2 separate regions of the Mus musculus genome follow, and region 1 is linked to region 2. Evidence: chromatin contacts called from public promoter capture Hi-C data. All regions are on one chromosome and are shown on one strand. The core of a region is the stretch at or near the end of the contact, and the rest is flanking DNA. Distances in the headings are between cores, read along the strand shown.

Region 1 (5,988 bases), core at 567-3,066, 110 kb before region 2:
GTGGCAAATGAGGCTCCTGGCTCATGTATTGGCCACTACTGCTCCTTGCAGCCTAGGAAGTAAATCCTCCCAGTGTGTCAACTCCAGCAGAAACTGGCACTTTGAAATGCAGAACTTCTTGTCATGATGCTGCTGGTGTAGTCAGTGCCAGCTCAGGCTGAGTGTGTCTCAGGGTGCTGCAGTTGAGTGCACCACCCAAGCCTGTGGGTCCTTCTAGAGACAAGGGGAGAGTGGATGAATAATAAGGAGAATTGGAGAGTTTATTTAACCCCTTCACTTGTTCCCTATGGGACAGAAGGACCCTGGTGTTCTGCCGTAAGTCCTATGAAGTGTCATGCAGCCATAGGCGGTGGTCCACAGACACTGGGGATAATTGCTCAGGGCCACATGCAGCCTTATCTGGGCTCTGGTTTGTTTGGACTGGCCTACTAAGGTTACATGCAGAAGGATAATTCCAGGGTTTCCCAGTCTCCCCTTGCCTATGCAGCTGAATCCCTCCCTGCACTTCTCATGAAGGCCAAGCACACCTTCTCTGTGTCTGGCTCCCTAGAAGGAGACTGTAGAAGAAAAGCTATGTCTGTTCTCCTACACATGCTTGCATTGTCTTCTCGGGTTAGGCCAAAGCTCTGTGAGTATGCTGGAGGTCTGAATGCCGTGGCTTCATCATGTTTCTCAGGGAAGTGTGCTCATAGCATGGAGAGCCTTAAGTATTCATTGAGCCAGATTAGACTGGAACTATCCCTGGAGTTTCTATCCTATCTTTCTTGACCTGTGACAAAACTTCAAAAGTCTGAGATTTAAGAGATTATAGGAATATTTTTCTTTCAGCCCCTTAAGGAGCTTTCAAATCATATCCCATACTTTCTTCCCTTCCACATGCAAAAATTAGTAACATGCAACCCTACCCACATCTATCTCCGTGCCAGCTGAGTCAGACACAGGCATTCTCTATCAGTGTGTGATACTTATGTCTCACCACTATACATGATCATCCATGAATGGCCATGTTCATTCAGGGACCACTTAGAAAACCCTCCTGACAACAAAGGTTGGTCATTATAGACACCTCCCATGATTCTGTTTTACTGAACCAGGAGTTTGTACCCCACTAAAGGATCATCATGTCACTTTCTCTAGGAGTAGCCATTGGGATAATATATCAGGCTTGCACTAAAATTAGAGGGAAACTCAGCAGGGTGACCACGGGAGCCTTTTCAGTCTTTGCCTATCACTGACACTAACGTGGGATCCCACATGTTGGGAAGCACAGTTCTGGGACTAGGTGTGTTGTGCACATGCCACAGTGGCTGCAACACTCCCCTCTCTCTTCCCTTCACTTGGCCAGAGACATCAGCTGGACATGGAGTGGGCCTCATGGGTTCTGCACTTACAGCTCAGCTGCAACAAGGCCTTATTCTTACCACCCTGGCAGCTTCAGCATTGGATTTCCTAATCCATTGTTTGGTTTGGGGGGAGGGGCAGGAGGGGAGGCTTCATCCTTTCCCTTTTGACAGTCTTTGTTTCTGTGAGCCAAACTAAACACATGGGGCTGGCCAGCCACCCTGCCTGGGTCTGTGCTCCCCAGAATATTACTATTGTTGTGATAGATGTCTTTAGCAGGAGGCAGGTTTCCTTACATTTTGAAAATGGTGTGCAAGTCTCAGTTCATTTCACTTAGCAGATGATTGAAAGACAATCTGAGGTACTGCCAAACAAGACTTTTAGAATTCTAGATAGTTGGCAGTGTTTGTTTAGGCCATGCCACTGCAAGCCCATATAAAACAGATGTCACGTTTTGCAACATGTCCTTGTGACTGTCTGCCCCTTGCCTCAGGACGATGCTTCTGTTCAGTACGCCACCAGGGCCGACTGGCTTGTTGTTCGAAGGTGACAGTATGCCACAGTTCCTTGAGTGTTCTAGGGACCTACCTTTATAGGAAGTGATTCCCATTCTCTTGGCCCTTCAAAATGAGTGCATAGGACACCAGCCAAGCAGTGCGAATACTCTGTGGAGTTTCTTCTTTTCCCAGTTTTCTCTTTCTTAGTCATGAGTGTTGCTGTGCTCCTCCTGTCGTCTCGGTCTCTACACACATTCAGAAGAGAGCACTCTAGCAAGACAGACTCCCATGAGAGAGACGGACCTGGGAGTTGTTAGTGGCACAGTATCACAGAGGGGACACAGATTATCTCACCTAGGGACAAATGTCCTAGACAGGAAAGCATTTTAGACGTGTCTGGCTCTAAGTAGGTCAGAGAGTAAGACATTTAGTATCTTAGCAACACTTGCAGATAGAGTGTGCATGCATCTGGAAACTGTAGGTCTGACTTCTGACCCAGGCTGGCCTCTGGGTGATGCATGCTAAGTTTCCTGGAGTGAGTATGTTCACCAGCCTAGCACCCTTCCACCATACCGCTTCAGGCCTTTGTCTCACCTGTAAGGTAGAGTCTGGAACCAGGGATCACCATGCTCCCTCTAGGCTGTAAGTTGAGATTTCAGAATCACTATGCTTTGACTCCAACATGTATAAGCCTCTTACTTTTGTGATTAGATGTTTGCCTGGCTCCGGTAGGGTGGGAAGGACAGGAAAGGGACAGAGACCGGGAGATCCAGAGTTTGACTCCTCAGTGTTTGATTTCACTCATGACTCAGGGCTGCTGTGTTTTCAGTGCTGTGACAGAGGAGCTCTTTATTTGGTCTTAGGTTTGACTTGGGGGAGGATGAACCTTTAAATGGAACCCAGGGCCTTGGGCGTGCTAGGCAAGTGCCCTGGTCCTTAATTTCTTTTCAACCTTTGAAACCAAATTATACAAATAATGGCAATCTAACCTTGAAAAGCATTCATCCAGTACATGATTAACAAATATTGTGTTCTAAGAATAAAAATCCTGGAGATGATCCTGGAATTACATGATTTTCATGCTTCACAGCATGAAGTACTTGCTGTTTCTGTATGAGGAAGGAGAAGGCAGACATTCCTTCATCTCAATGCATAACTAGTACTTTGCGGGGCAGGGAAAGGGTGTCATTTTTAACCTGTGGGTGGGGAAGCTGTAAAAGTCTTCGAGATTAATCTGTAGCTTTCCTTGCCATCAATGCTAGTAAATCCTACAGTGTGAAAACAGTGACCAGATTCCTGTAGGAAATGGCTTCCTAATTGAGAAATCACTGTGCTCTGAGGTGCCCCCAATCTGGTAAGCTTTATGGTCTGTTCAGAATAGCAAAGTAGCAAAATACATTGCAGTTTATTCCATATGTTTGAGAAATTGAAACTGGGAAGCTCATTTTGTGTCTCCATAATTCCTAAACTGCTGCTGGTTTGGGTTATGGAGCTAGAAAGTGTAGCCAAGACAGGGCAATTTCTACTTGACCCACCACTTCCGGGCCACCACCCTCATTAGTTTTACAGCTCTGACTTCAAAGCCTGTGTCCTAGGAGTTAGCTGGTTTGTTTTTTTGTTTTGTTTTGTTTTGTTTTAAAATACTCAAGTTCTTGTCTGCTTAAAGCAAACTAAGCATTTCTGTGTAATTTTGTGCCTACCACTAAACCATCTGGAAAAGGGACTTAACTAAGTCATGCCAGCCATTTACATAGTTTATCGAGAGACCTCTGTGGCCATGCCTTTCATACCCATCAGAGGACCTCTCTTTGACCTCACAGCAGTTTATCTTGAAATGGAGCCAAATCTACAGAATACTCAACTTTTTTCTTTTAGCTGTCTTTTGTGAGGCTATTCCGGGACTAGCAAACACAGAAGTAGATGCTCACAGTCAGCTATTGCATGGATCACAGGGCCCCCAATGGAGGAGCTAGAGAAAGCACCCAAGGAGCTAAAGGGATCTGCAACCCTATAGGTGGAACAACAATATGAACTAACCAGTAGGCCCGGAGCTCGTGTCTCTCTAGCTGCACATGTATCAGAAGATGGCCTAGTCGACCATCAGTGGAAAGAGAGGCCCATTGGTCTTGAAAACTTTACATGCCTCAGTATAGGGGAACACCAGGGCCAAGAAGTGGGAGTGAGTGGGTAGGGGAGTGTGGGGGGGGGGGTATGGGGGACTTTTGGGATAGCATTGGAAATGTAAATGAAGAAAATACCTAATTTAAAAAAAAGAATCTCTTACATTTGGGTCTCTGGTGGCTCTCAGTTGTATTGTGTCTTGTCTGTGGCGAGACATACAGGTCCTGTTCTTAAGTCATAGCGTACGCTGAGCAGATGTTCTGGGAAGTGCTCCCAAGGCAGCCAGTTTACCACAGCTGTTCTCTCTTGCTCCATCCATCCCACTTATGTTTCTTATCATTGCACCATCCATGTCGGCTGGCCTCTGAGTTACTCAGCACGGAGGCTGGCCAACTCTATAGCCAACCCTTCCCAACAGTACCTATATTTGATGGAAACTTGTAGAACCCCATCTCTGCTCCTTTTATTTGCTGAGCCTCCCATCTGTGACAGCAGCTCTGTGCTAGAGATCAAGGCACCTCTTTCACTGTACTTCACATGGCAGACTGTGTGCATCACCGTGAGTGTGCGCATCCCCATAACTGTGCGCATCTCCATGACTGTGCGCATCACCATGAGAATGTATATCAGTGTGATGGTGTACATCACCATGAGTGTTCCACATGGAATCACTGCTGCATTTGAGACTCTGCTCAGGCCCCTTTAATCACATTATTACTTCAAGAGTGTCCAAGCGGGCTGGTGAGATGGCTCAGTGGGTAAGAGCACCTGACTGCTCTTCCAAAGGTCCAGAGTTCAAATCCCAGCAACCACATGGTGTCTCACAACCATCCATAACAAGATCTGACTCCCTCTTCTGGTGTGTCTGAAGACAGCTACAGTGTACTTACATAAAATAATAAATAAATCTTTAAAAAAAAAAGAGTGTCCAAGCTAGACAGTTGTCGCCAGCAGCCACTTTTATGTCCTGTACTTGCCCCTGCACTCCATCTTTTGGGAATTCTGAACAGAATGGATGCTGTCAACACAGGCAGGCCTGTCTCACCAGGAGGTTCATATGATTTTGATTTCTTTGTTGTGTTTCTCTGGAGCTGGAACACAGGCCCTTCCATGAAACAAGCACCGAGTTACCAACCCGCACCCTACCTGAGCAAGCCGATCTTTATAGGCTCCTCAGAGGTGCAGCTAGGTAGCAGAGCACTTAGCCGTGTGCACTTGGGCTTGCACTCAGCCCAACAGCAGAGACAAAACAGAAAATGTCTTCAGAAAAATTAGTATCTATTCCTGCAGTTTGACTCACTGGCCATTCTTAGATTGTCTGCTCTTTGCAGGCATTTTGCTGGACAGCTTCATGTATAAAACAGAAATTCCTCCAGGAATTGAGGAGTCAGCATAGAGCATCCTTAAAACAAGACAGAACAAATCCTGCAGCAGTGTCCCCTCTGAATGGGGAACACTTTAGAAGAAAGGGATGAGCTAAGCCATGAGGGATGAGAGAGTTAGAGAGCATGAACAGAAGGAAGAATATTCACATGTGGGTAAGAGAACAACACAGGCAAGCAAGGGGTGGGACGTGTGCGCAGAACAGGCTGCAGGAGCAGTGGCTGCCATACCGTGTCAGCTATGAGAGGGGAGTGGAAAAGGAGAAGGCTGCCCATTCCAGCCTGCTCTCAGAGGATCTTCAGGAGTCACAGACCACAGCCATTAGCTCTGCTGGTAAATGGAAGAGCTGCCCCTCAGACATCTGCCATGTTGGAAGGTCAAGGTGGTTGGTTCATGGCTGTGATTTGCTTTCCTGACTGTGAGAACAGGGAAATGGGCTCTTAGTTGTTTTTTTGTTGGCTGAAATCTGTAGTTAATCTCAAATGCTTCGGCCACACATCACAAACTTCTTTGTGTAACTGCATCCATGTTCCCAAAATAATGACTCTGAGATTAATTAATTATGAATAACTGCCTAGGCCATAAGCTTTTTCTTGTTCCCAGACTAGCACCTAACTTATATATTGTGTTTATTCTATTCTAAGTC
Region 2 (5,840 bases), core at 825-3,324:
ATATATATACATACACACACACACACACACATATATATATATATATATATATGAGAATATACTCAGCAGAAAGAAAAAAGAACAATGATTTCAAATTTCTTTGAAAACTAAAAAGGAAGCAGATAAAAAACAAAACAAAAAAACAGAACAAGAACAAAACCAGAACCGAAGTGAGTTGCAGATACCAAAGGGGCAGCGATGAGAGGAGACTGGCTACAAAGTGGATGAGAAGGCTGTTCAAGTCGGGCTTGCTTTCTACACGTTTGGAATTAAAAGCCAGATCACAGTATCCAAATGAAAGTGTAAGTGAAGGCAGGCATCTTTCCTCAACTCCTCGGGGTTGAAACGACTAGTCCCTCCCCGCCCCCACCCCATTTCCAAATGCAGTGCCCCAGGATACAGTTGTCGGTGGCTGAAAGTCTCCATACCCTGCAGAAGAGTGGGCAGAGAAACAGCAGGGTCCATCTCTCCCCTCACTGGGAAAGGAGAGTGGGTAGAGGGAGCAGAACAACTCCAGACGCAGTGGAGAGGGGCGCCAGACTAGGAGAAGAGAGCCCAGGCTTCCGTCATCGCCCCACCGCGGCCACTGCCCTGAACGTGTAAGTGCGCGCGTGAGTGTGCGGAACAGTGGTGGTCCTGGGATGAACAGGGCGGGGCGGGGGAACTGGAACTGCCGCCCTCACCTGACCTTCTCACTGTCCGTCATCTGCCAAAGTCCCAGGTTAAGTACCTTGAGGCAGGGCAGCTGCGTGATGCGCTCCAGGCCGCGCTTGGTGATCCTGGTGCAGCCGTACAGATCTATGCCCGTGAGCTGGCTCAGGTGCTCAGCGATCAGCTCCAGGCCCTTGTCCGTGATGCGCACACACTGTCCAATGTTGAGCGTGCGCAGCCCGTGCATCTGCCGCACCATGCGGTTGATGCCATCGTCACTGATATGGCAAGAGCAAAGGGAGAGGGACTTGAGGCCGTCCAGTCCCTGGGCTATGTACGCCAGACTCTGATCTCCCACCTTGTCACAGAACGACACATCCAGACCGGAAAGGCGCAGGCTGCCCATGGCCAGATGCATGATGCCGGTGTCGCTGATGTTGTCGCAGGAGCGCAGGTTCAGGCTGCGCAGGCTGCCCATGTGCGACAGGTGCAGAAGGCCCGCGTCCGAGATGCCGCCGCAGAAGCTGAGGTTGAGGAGCCGGAGGCCCGTCAGCCCTCGCGAGATGTGCTTCAGGGAAAGATCCGTGAGTTTCTGGCAGTCCTGAAGAGTGAGCTGCTCCAGGCCCAGGCAGCCCTCGGCAGCGCTGCGCGTCATGCCGGCCAGGTGCCCGATGCCCACATCCGAGAGGTGGCGACAGCTGCGGAGATTAAGGCTCTTGAGGCGCTGCAGCCCCCAGGCAATGAGCAGAAGGCCGGTGTTGGTGATGTTGCTGCAGCCCCCCAGCTCCAGCACCTCCAGGCCCTTGAGGTACTGGGCTATGCGGCCCAGGCTGCTGTCGGTGATCTGCTTGCAAAGGCTCAAGTTGAGAGCGCGCAGCGAGCCGATCTCCTGCACGAACGCGTGGCCCAGGCCGTTGTCGGTGAGGTTGTAGCAGCCGCTGAGGTTGAGGCTCTCGATGTTCGCCATGCCCTGGATCACGTAGCTGAGGCTGCGGCGGAGGCTGAGGATCTGCACGCGGCGGATGCCCCGGGCCTGCAGGCTGGGGAACAGCGACGGGTTCGCCCGGCGCAGGTGCAGCTTGGCCTCCACGCCCCGCCACACCGACTTGTGGTAGGCGGCGTCCCGCCAGGCCGTGCACACCTGCGCCGCGCGACCCTTGTCTCGGACGTCCAAGTAGCCGAAGATCATGGCCAGCAGCTCGGGGAACAGGCACGAGATGTGGGTCTCCATCTTCCTCCCGCCGCTACGCCGCGCCGGGTGCAGGAGGCGCGGGCGCCGCCGCCGCCCCGGGAGGCGCCGAGAGCGGCCCGCCGCGGGCCAACGGCCGCCCCTCCCCGCCTTCCGGCCGGGCCGCCGCTCCTCCTCCCGGCGCGTCCGAGCGGCGCTTCCTTCCTGCCGCCCTTCCCGCCCCCGCGCGGCCGCTCGGGCCTCACATCCCGGCCGGGGCGGGCGCCGCGTCCGCGCCCGCGCGCCGCCCCGCGCCCTGCGGCATCCCGCGCCCGGCCGCGTCGCTGCTGCGCGCGCCGGCGAGGCCCGGGCCGGGCGCTCGGGCTGCGGACGGCTTCCTGCTGCCTTTGTCTGCCGTCCGCGGTTCAAACTGCCCAGCCCCGGGCTGCTCGCACTCGGCCGCTGCGCGGGGGGACTCTGGGGCCGCCGCGCGCCGCTCCTCCCCCGCCTAAGTCGCGCGGGTCCGATTCACGGCCGCGGGCGGCGGGACGCGGCGAACTCACCGGCGTGATCGGGCCTGCGCCCTAGGAGCCGGCCAGCCGCGCTGCGCCCTCCGCGTCCTCCGCGCCGGCTCCCCCGCTCAGTGGTACGCGCCCGCGCCGCCGGAACTGGTGGAGCCGTTTCCTTGGAAACCGGGCTCTGCCCTCGGCCGCGGAGGCTTAACCCCATGCGCGCCGGGATGGCTGGCGGCCTCGCCGCACCGTGCAGCCCTAAAGAGCGCCCGATGGCCCACGGGCTGCTCCCCTCGGTGTCCACGCTTACTCCACGCCCTCTCCCGCCCGCATACTTCATCCTCTCTTGCCCGCATATTCCATCCCCTCTAGCCCGCGTTACTTCTCAGAGCGCCTTTAACCATCTCACCACACCCACTGCCCCAGTCGGGCGGCCTTCCCACCATTCCTTTCTCTTTAGTAGTGAGTCTTAATTTGGTGGAGAAAGTGGCTTTTAGTCAGCATAGTTTGACAGCTCTCGTTCTAGAAATTTCTGGAAGTTGTCCAGTGTGCCTGCCTTCCACAATCTTGTTGTTTCCATACACCCATGTGAGTTCCTTTCCCTTTCAACTTTGTGTCAAAACTTCCCACTGCTTCTGCCCCTGCCTTGCGCTCTAACCTACACCAGGTTTTGTCTTTTTCCTCGGCCACTTAGACTGTAGATTGCACGGCCCAGCTGTACGGATACCTAATACATCTGTATGTGCTGACACACATACACTCTTTGGTCTGGTTAAAGATGCTCCAGCCTTATGCTTTATGTATATTTTATGAATCTAGGGCAGAGCTCAACTCTATACAGTGTAGCCTCGGGTCTTAAATATCTGCATGAAGGATAGGATTTCAGAATTGTATTTTTATGACCCCTGAAGCCAAGAGTTTTTAGTTCAGAGAAAAGGAACCTGAGAATCTTAAATAAGTTACAAGTTCACACATCTAGATACAAAACAACCTGACTTAGCTGTTTCCTTGACTCTTTGGGAACCTGAACAAGACATCATCATCATTATTATTATTAATACATTGTATTTCTTTAATGGGGAGAGGGCATGCTCCACAGCCAGTATCTAGTGGTCAGAAGACGACTTGAAGAAGTCATCCCTCTCCTAGCATGTGGATTCCAGGATGGAACTCGGATCATGAGACTTGGTAGCAATGACCTTACCTGCTGACATCTTGCACTGAACAAGATTTGGGATGTGGTCCAAATTTGGAATACGATCGCCTTGGCTTTTAGCCACTCCTCTTTCCTAAGTAACAGATACTTGTTAGACCCGAGTGTGTACAGAACTAACAGGCACAATACACAGTAAATCCCACCCCGTGGGTCTTAATCAGGAAATGCAGTGGCTAAAATTCCTGCAGGCCCTTTGTATCTCACATTGCACATACCGAGGCCCTTAGACTTTTATGGCCTTCCTGAATATGAGGCAACATTGTTTGTCACCAAATAATTCCTGACGTATAGTGTAACAATTCTGGCTGTGCCTCAGTTTGCACTCTCCTGGGGTCATCTGGGTTATCTTCTGTTTAAACAGCCCCAGGGGCCATCTGTTCTCCCCGTCTACTGTACGAGTGCTGGAGATGGCTCTCAGCTGGTCAGGCTTAGCGGTAAGCACCGTTTCAAGCCCAAGCCGATTCTTAGGACATTTTATTCAGTGTGTGTGTGTGTGGGTGCACATTCACATGCGTTTATTGATACTCACAACTGAGTTCCATGACACACCACGTGGAAGTCAGAGACCAGTTATTTGAGAGTTAGCTCTCTCTCCTACTGTGCGGGTCCCAGGAATCAACTTCAGGTCCTCACACTTGAAAGCAATTGCCTTTACCCATTTTGCCTACCCTGAAAATCACATTAAAAAAAAAAATTACTCTCTGGCAATTTTGTATATGCTTTTGGTCATTTTTGTCCCTTCTCACCCTCTGCCATCCCCTCCCCACTCTCCCACTCCTCTCAGCCCCTGCTTCCCAACACATTTCCCTCCTACATTTGGGGTCTAGTTGTTTTGTGATGTTCTGTGTATGAGCATTAATGTAGTGCTACTTCCAGGATCAGAGATGAGTTCCCAGTGGAAAGTCATTCCTTAGTTATTTGTTTATTTGCTTGTTTGCTTGCTTCTTTCTTTCTTTCTCTCTTTCTTTCTTTCTCTCTTTCGAGACAGGGTCTCACTTTGTAGTCCTGACTGCCTTGGAACTTGCTATATTGACCAGGCTGGCATGGAACTCCCTGCTTTTGCCTCCCTGGTCCTGGGATTAAAGGCAGGCACCACCATATCTGGCTTTTTTTTTTTTTTTTTAGATTTAGCAGAAAGGTGTGTATATGTTTGCGAATATGCCACATGTATGTGAGTGCCTGAGAAGACCAGTAGAGGTCTTCAGATCCACTGGTCTGGAGTTACAAGCAGATGTGAACCTCCAGACATGAATACTGGGAACAGCAAGTGCTCTTCCCTGCTAAGCCAATCTCTCTAGCCTTGAGAGTGTCAGTAGTTGAGTATAGACATTTCTGCAAAGCATCCTCGTGTAGCTCCCGTCGTGCTTCTTTTCTTTCATTTCTTTTCCTGGCTGACTTGGAACTCACTGTGTAGCCAGAGTTGGTCTGGATATAGTGGTCAGTCCTCCTACCTCAGCTTTCCAAATGCTGGAATTATAGGTGCAAGCCACCATATCTAACGACCATAGTGTGCCCTAACCCCATTTCACACAAAGCACAGTGATGGGCCTAGGCTGTACAGTGTGGACCCCTGAGGTTTGGCTTCCTAGAAAGGTCGTTTAGAACAGCCATCCAATGGCACCTCGGAAAAGGTGAGCACGGTCCTACTTAACTTTAGCAAAACTTTCTTGAGTTTAACACTGGAATTTTACTAATAAAAAGCTTTACATTTAAGGTGTTCAGTTAAAAGTTGCAAGGCAGCCGGGCGTGGTGGCGCACGCCTTTAATCCCAGCACTCGGGAGGCAGAGGCAGGCGGATTTCTGAGTTTGAGGCCAGCCTGGTCTACAAAGTGAGTTCCAGGACAGCCAGGGCTACACAGAGAAACATTGTCTCAAAAAAAAAAAAAAAAAAAAAAAAAAAAGTTGCAAGGTGTTTCAGCCGTGAGATCACTACCACATTCAATAACAGCCAGAAACATTTCAGGAAGTAAACACCAATCGAGAGAAGATGTAGCACTAAGGTGCTGAGTCAATGGCCGTCTATTTTGGAACTGTGGAGATGACCTCCCTTTCTGGGTCACAGTTTTCTTATCTAACACTAGATAGCTTTTGGCCCGGAAATGTTCAGGCATCTCCCAACAGTAACTAAGCGGAGCCCAGATCAAGTCTGGATAGCCCCTTACTTCTGGGATGTGCATTGTTTCCAATTCGGGCTTCAGATGAACATTTTTCAGGAGCCAGACCTGGTGGTGCACTATTATACTCTCAATGACTAAGGGAAACCGAGGTGGGTGGGTTGAAGCAAATTGAGGCG

Evidence for each region. Promoter capture Hi-C pulls out the DNA fragments that hold promoters and counts their contacts.
Region 1: a contact with region 2 is called in a promoter capture Hi-C map of liver, with 2.0 times the contacts expected there. The contact joins the enhancer-like site here to the promoter of Fbxl14 in region 2. A contact is called at or near these places in 5 of 39 promoter capture datasets (the 3T3-L1 cell line, 3T3-L1-derived adipocytes, embryonic stem cells and 2 more), 2 of 15 datasets of contacts at CTCF or cohesin (large pre-B cells and pro-B cells), 5 of 484 Hi-C or Micro-C datasets (cerebral cortex, cortical neurons, forebrain and 2 more) and 5 of 115 datasets of contacts at active chromatin or transcription factors (all in embryonic stem cells).

What each region holds. Positions count from the first base shown.
Region 1 is chr6:119,581,654-119,587,641 of GRCm38.p6, reverse strand. All of the region lies in intron 20 of Erc1 (ELKS/RAB6-interacting/CAST family member 1), which reads left to right. Among named protein-coding and RNA genes, the nearest start is that of Wnt5b, 40 kb to the right of the region's middle. Within about 2 kb of position 1,816, at least 57 of the 459 cell types and tissues checked have an H3K27ac peak or open chromatin away from gene starts, as enhancers often do. A contact at or near this core is called in 3T3-L1-derived adipocytes, cerebral cortex, forebrain and 1 more, where this site is marked.
Region 2 is chr6:119,475,902-119,481,741 of GRCm38.p6, reverse strand. Fbxl14 (F-box and leucine-rich repeat protein 14) reads right to left here and starts at 2,074. Exons shown (of 1, transcript NM_133940.3): 1 at 1-2,074. The coding sequence starts at 1,882. The coding sequence ends at 680. All of the region lies in intron 1 of Wnt5b (wingless-type MMTV integration site family, member 5B), which reads left to right.